Linked DNA regions of Mus musculus: region 2 is linked to region 1. A link is a contact called in public promoter capture Hi-C data. All regions are on one chromosome and are shown on one strand. Each heading gives the region's core, a stretch centred on a gene start, on an enhancer-like site or on the middle of the called end of the contact. The rest is flanking DNA. Distances are from core to core; before and after follow the strand shown.

Evidence for each region. Promoter capture Hi-C pulls out the DNA fragments that hold promoters and counts their contacts.
Region 2: a contact with region 1 is called in a promoter capture Hi-C map of liver, with 6 times the contacts expected there. The contact joins the promoter of C8a here to the enhancer-like site in region 1. A contact is called at or near these places in 5 of 39 promoter capture datasets (cranial neural crest, hippocampal neurons, liver and 1 more), 9 of 484 Hi-C or Micro-C datasets (cerebral cortex, cortical neurons, cumulus cells and 4 more), 3 of 115 datasets of contacts at active chromatin or transcription factors (VIP interneurons and astrocytes) and 2 of 9 other capture datasets (adipose tissue and pancreatic islet).

Annotation. Positions count from the first base shown.
Region 1 is chr4:104,724,137-104,727,504 of GRCm38.p6, reverse strand. All of the region lies in intron 14 of Dab1 (disabled 1), which reads right to left. Among named protein-coding and RNA genes, the nearest start is that of C8b, 40 kb to the left of the region's middle. Within about 2 kb of position 1,629, at least 13 of the 459 cell types and tissues checked have an H3K27ac peak or open chromatin away from gene starts, as enhancers often do. A contact at or near this core is called in liver and second pharyngeal arch cranial neural crest, where this site is marked.
Region 2 is chr4:104,875,006-104,878,423 of GRCm38.p6, reverse strand. C8a (complement component 8, alpha polypeptide) reads left to right here and starts at 2,026. Exons shown (of 11, transcript NM_146148.2): 1 at 2,026-2,144. The coding sequence starts at 2,068. It also overlaps a transcript of Fyb2 not described here.

The sequences.
Region 1 (3,368 bases), core at 380-2,879:
AGTGATTGACAGAAGTGTACTGCCCATTTACAGAGTCCCAAGCTGTACTAGGACTTCTTGGGTCTTGACCTCTAGATGTTGACCTACTGGTGGAGGGGCTAGCCCTCATGGGAGAGGTCTTAAGTAGGGGTTGAAACACAGCTTAAATCTGGGAATAATAACATTTCCCCATTGTTTCACTTTCCTGAATCTCATAGTTCAGGAGACAGAGCCAGGCACTGAGACCTAATTTTCATTAAGTTTTTCATCAGGCAGGCAGGGTGCAAAGTAAAACTCTGACTGTTAGAACTTCAGAGGCATAGATGAAAGGCCAGATGGCTGCTTCCTCGATGTGTCATCTGGGAGTGCCCCTTAGGATCTGCCATGCTCCAGGCTCTTATCTATAAAATGGGCATACATTATCTCCTTATTTCTGTAGGATGATCTGAAGATTAATATAATTCAGTATTCAAGGAAGGGACTATTGCACCCGACACAGAGTGAACGTTCAACAAACATTAGCTACTCCTGTAACATGGCCCAGATGAACGCTGAAAGGTACATGATAGCTTGCTTGTTGTGTAACTGACAACACCTTACTTTGGGGGTGGGAATACATTACTTCTGTAGGATTACTTTTTACAAGTTTACAAAATAAAAATTGGAGGTTATTAAGCCAATGAGGATACCTCATGCCATGTTTGGTATTACAAACACACCCAGGCAGGTTCTCATATTTATCACCATGGTAACTACTTGCCCAATTATTCTTTTTGGGTGATTGCAATAGGAAGGGAAATGCTGAGGGTCACACAGCTTGCATAAGGTAGGATCAGGATCCAAACTGAGCTGAGTCCATCTCTAGTCAGGATTCTCTTCCTCGTGTTCTGTGCAGCCATCCAGATGACCCACACCTATTTCAGGGTTTTCATGGCACTGCGTCTGGACTACTCTGGGTCCACTGGAATTCTTACATGCTTCCAGTGGTCCTCATGGTTCTCATGGGGACACATACATGGACACCTAAGCCTAAGAGACATGTGGCTGTTCAGTCGGGGCAGAAGGTAGAGAAGCTAGCTTTGCCCAAAGAAGCACTTCAAATGACTGCCAGAATAAAACTATAGGTGCAAAAACGGTGAGATCAGAATGAAACAGGAGAGGATTCAGGGTATGCTAGCAACACGAAAAAGGATGATTGACAGGTGCCGTAGCAATGATAACATCATGGTTCATGTCAGCGACTCTTCTGAGCCCACAGTGATCATATACGAGAGTACCTGGTTCTAGTCTCAATTCAACTGCCCCTCAACCGACTGAAGCTGGATCAAGTCAACATTCCAAGTCTAGTCATTTCTCCATTCCCTTGCCAAGCTGCCTCAGGAGGAAGCTTTAGACAGGGCACAAGGATTTGTTACTGGTGAATCCAGCCACTGTTAAAGGCTTTGAAACAATGAAACAGACATCATGGTAGAACTCTAAGTTTGTTTTTACTGGGGTACACTGTTCAAGCTCTTGATTTATTCACACTGTTCGGTAGCTCACCTACTAATGCAGTGCCTTGACCTCTAACACACTAAGTGACAACAGGGCCACTTGTTTCTCTTGTTCTTTGATTTGCTTTGACATTAACTAAATTATTCTCAGAGGGAATGCTGTCGCCCCCTAGGGGTGAAGAGAAAATTGGTGAGATGTTTTAGTTGTTATGGTAACTGCAGGGAAGTCTGGGCTCCTGGTTTTTAAGGGGCTACCAGCATTGACAGCAGATATCCAAAACTTGTGAGACCAATGCACAGCACAATGACCGATTCTGCCTCCTGATATAAGCCTAGACAGACCAAATGGCTAAGAAATTCAATTTCTCTGCACACAGAGTCAACACCTGTGGTTTCCCAGGAACGTGACAAGTGTGTACACTCAAGGAAGAACGTATGTCATTTGATTTGGAATGTGCGAAAGAGTTTTGGAAAAGGGTGGTCCCAGACAGAAACACTCATTAACAGTTAACACTCATTGTGGCTGGGGCTAGCCTGTATTTTCAGCTGCAGTTTTTCCTGGTAATTCTGCTCTCAGGTATAGTCATCTCATTACTTACTCATTATGTCCTGCAGTATGGTCATGCCCAAGTATTTCTTTATTGAAACACATGCTTTTATTATAAATCACTTCTCATTTCAATTCCATACTATCAGTGTAACATTATACTGATTAAAAATGGTGTAGGAAAATAATGGGTTCCTATAACACTGCAGATATTTGCTATTTTGAGGAGAAAAAAGGATCTAGGCTTCAACTGTGGGTCTTTCAATGTCCTTAGTGACTCTAATGCCCATTTTAATGAGTGAGCAGAAACCTTCAGTTTTGGCCCAGTCATGCCTCACCCTCCTTCCCACCATTCTTCTAAAACAGAAATATACCTATTCTTTGATGATGGGGTTATAACCTATAGTAGAGATACTGTAGGCGATAACCTACTGCACAGCTAGCTAAGCAGCCCAGTAGACTGTGGAGTGAACTTTCCCTCTGATTGCATGGGTGTCTGGGAGCCACAGCTCTCTGTGGCTGCCCAGCAATAGAGAGAGCATTGTACCCCATATTGTTATGTTGGGGGAAAGATCAACACTAACAGTGTGGTTTCTACAGAATGCATATTGCCATCACATAATCACAAAGAAAAATCATTTTAAGGAGAAGCATCCTGAGCCATGAGTTAGGAGTCGGTGCGGCACTTCGAGGTCTTGAGCATAAGGCTCAGCGACATGGCTTTGGCTCACGAGTACCAGCTCAAGAGATCCAGAGGATGGACATCTTCATGTTTTTCCAAGACTGTAATGGAACCTAAGAGCCACAGGTAGATTCATCTCTGATGATTGTACTGTTGGAGGCAGCAAGCCCCCCCCTCATATTTTCTTTTTTCCCCCCACAGGGAGCTAACAGATGGGCTATGCACAATTTTTGGGAGAGAGCTATTAGCATGTCTCTCTGGCTTCACGCCATCTGCTCCAGACCAAAGTATAATATTCAGAAGAGAAAAAGGCAACCCTGGGTAATTGGTACCACGTTGAGGAGTTTACAGATCTCATTCCATTTTCCTGGTTGGGGGAGGAGGGGCTGTTAATCCTGAGCTCTCACCAAGCCTGTGAGCTACTGCTTTTTAGCCACAGGCCATGCGCATGCCTGAATGGACATGGACTCAGCAATTGGACTAAAACAGCGCTGGTTTCAGGAAGCACCTTCATGGCAGCCACGGCAGCTACCTAACAATTTGTTAGCTGGAGACTTGTGTGCAGCAGCGGAAGGAAGGGTGCCAAGAAACATCTGTTTGTGTCATAAAAGCTCAGGCATTACAAACCTCTTTGCTGCTTGCAAAGAGGGAACACCCACATTCCCAC
Region 2 (3,418 bases), core at 777-3,276, 150 kb before region 1:
TGTCCTGAGGGGACAATGAGATCATGGAAGATGAACTCAGCCATGGAATGGAAGGAGAATGAGGCCCACCAGGACTCAGGCAAGAGTCTCAGAGTGTATGTGAGGGAGAGGCTGGGATGTTTTATGCTAGTGAAGACAAGGCAAGAAGGAGGAAACATTACAGAGAAAAGCAATGGACCTTAAATGACAATGTTGGAGATGTTGGGGGAGAGATGATAAAAGGCCAACTAGGAGTCTGAATGTCACCGAGGTTTGAGATAAGGAGAATAGTCACATGGGAAACTTCAGGAGACAGTGGGTTTAAAAAGAGCATGCCACCATCATACATATAAAAAGGAGAGACCCAGGAGTTCTGGGAAGAAGAAGGCAGGCCAGACTCTCGTAGTACCTCACAGGCATCATTGATACTTTGGTTAGTTATATTTCTCTGTAGTGGGGACCTCTGTGCATTGTGGGACATTCAGCAGCGGCTTTGTCTCTATCCACTGGATGCCAATAGCATATCTCTACCCCATGGGACCATCATAAGCATCCTTGGGCATTGTCAAGTGGTCTTTGGAGGGTAATGTCACCCCTGCTGGAGAAGACAGTGCTGGGGGAGGTCTGTTCCCCATGAAGGAATCTATGGAAATGGTTGGGGACCCTGAGTTCCAGTCTCAGGGGACTCTGCATGTCTGAGATAGGAACTTTGTCATACATTGGATGTCAGGAGTTAGGAGAAAGGTGAGGTCCAGATACACTACCTTGAGCAGTTCAAGGGTGTCCAGATGTAACATCCCCATCCCTATATCTGCAGTCACAGCACAGAAAAGACCAACTTAGTTTCTTGTGGGAGAAGAAGACAAGAAAGTTTTCAAATGATGTATACGCAGGGGAAAACTGAGGCGAAGACGACCTAGGAATCAAAACTGGAGAGAAGTGGGAAGCAGAGAGACAGTCTTAGGACCCCTCCAGCTTTCAGAACAGGCGCTCACATCTGCCTACACCTCTGAGGAGAGGAAGGGAGCTGCTGCTTGATGGCTTTCTGAGGTTTCCACACACGAATCAGAATCTCAGGCGCCCAAGCTGGTCAGTGTGTCTCCCCATTGAGATCAGTAATGATGCAACCGGCTAATCCCACTAAGGCAAAGCTGCACCGCTCCAGGCATAGCCAGGCAGCTGTACACCCTTGAGCTAGTTAGCTCAGCACTGATCTGAGCTCTCACTTCATCCGTGGCAATATGGACTTAGTAATTTTCACGTGGCAGACTTCTTGATTGAAGATTAAATACAAAGAGACATACGAAGCACCTATCGCATAGAGTAGTATTTAACGACTCTTGGCTATTTACTCATCTATTTTCTGTCCATCTCTAGTTACTTGATTTACTTTATGTCTGCGGGAGTGGGGGATTATATCCAGGTATGGCATCTTCAGTGCAGATGTGTTGGCTATGATTGGCATTATAATTCCAGAGAGAGTTTCTGAAGATGTATATTTAAGACATCTGGTCCCCTTGAGACATAAATAGGCTGAATCTTAATGATACTCAGTGTTTGTATTGAAAGTAGAAAGTCCAGTGAGTCACATGCATTTCCAGGCTCCAGATGTTTGGAGAGCCATGGCAAAACCTTTATGTAACTGTCAGCATGCCTGTACCTTCCTGGATGCTTGCATCTGAACTTCTGTACCAAATGAGCCTTATGCCTTGCTACTCTCTTCAACAACAGACTCATTTGACTGTAGAAGCTCCAGGAGCCACTACAAGACACCAGGATGCCTGCAACAGCACCTGCATCTCTCTGAAAACAAAACTCTTCACTGAACTGATTTTAGTTAAACATCACCTTTCCTTAGCCATGTGGATAATTTTTTAAAAGGGCTAAAGGGCTTGGGGCCATTTTGAAGGCGTTTGGCTAATCAATACCTTGGTTACTAGTTAATCACATTGAATGGGAACTGGGGGACTTTTGACCATTTTAAACATCCGGTAGACAATTTGGGTCCCAGCCTGGATATATCTATGGCTTCTAAGGTAGGCTCTTCTCGTCTTTTACATAGACACTAGTTGGTGACTTCTGGATGAGATGTTTGTGGTTGCTTTCTTTGGCTTGTCTTTGGTGGCATGGCACCCTGGGGTAACTGCACAAGAGAAGGTGAACCAGTAAGTGGGCTTTGGATCCTTACAAAACTGAGGTCTTCTGCTGGGGAATCTAAGACATGGTGATGTTGGCAGTGGGCTGTGGTGGCATGGAAGAGAATCTCTTTTCATATTGTTACTAATCCAGCGGAGGAGTGGAGCAGAGGAGAAGCCAGTTAGTAATAACGAGATCAGCCAGCTATCAATTTCCACTCAGCAGTGGGGTAACGCAGACCACAGTGTTTAATCTCTCTGATTTCCCAGTTTTCCTGCCTGTAGATGGAGCCTCATAGCACCTCTTCTATAACAGAAGATGCAGATGTAATACAATCCTGGATTTCAAATGTCCTCTGTATATAGTAGGCATTTAATAAGTCGAATTTTTCTCAAGCAATGTGAGACAGTTAAGAGAAAATGGTAAAAAAGAAATCCCACTTACACTGGTTGGGGGGATATATTTAGGTAATATATGTAAATATTTTTGTGGGTAAGAGCAAGACATTGTAGAGAGACGTGGCCACATCATTCTAAACCTTTGTTTTGAGGAGACAGCAGAGGCAACATTCTCCTGTGTCTTGCATTTTTGGCTCTTCTATTTTCCTGAGATTTCCAACCTGCCTTCAGATATTTATATTTCATTGTTGAATATTTTATTGTACTTAAGCAGAACCTTTATCTAACCTTTGGGACTTTATTTTAAGCATTCTCTGCCTTTCAAACATTGGAGGCTTAAAATAAAGTTATTTTAGTCAAATTCTTATTCGTTGATTTAATTTTGAATCATTAGTGCTCAAATCAGTGGTTCTCAACCTGTGGGTCCTGACCCCTTTGTAAGGGTTAAATGACCCTTTCACAGGGGATGCATATTAGATATCCTGCATGTCAGAGATTAACCTTATGATTTATAACTGTAGCAAAATTACAATTACGAAGTAGAAACAATTTTTTTTTCAGTGGGGGTCACCACAATGTAAGGAACTGTCTTAAAGGGGCACAGCGCTAGGAAGGTTGAGAACCACTGGATTAAATACCACAGTAAGAGAGAGTCCCTTTAAGTAACAGTTCAGAAGGGGAGACGTGTTTTATAAGCAGATAATCTGTAGCTTGTATTTAAAACAAATACAGTTTTAGAACATCATAAAATCCATCGCTAATAATAATTAGAAGACCCAGGCAAGAGGTCGGTGGTGAAGAAAATCTCAGCTGAGATACTCTCAATTATAAAAGCTTATCATCGTAATCCTTTCTGAAAACGAACAGGGTCTTGATGTTTGATGAACTTATCAAACAAGACAGTT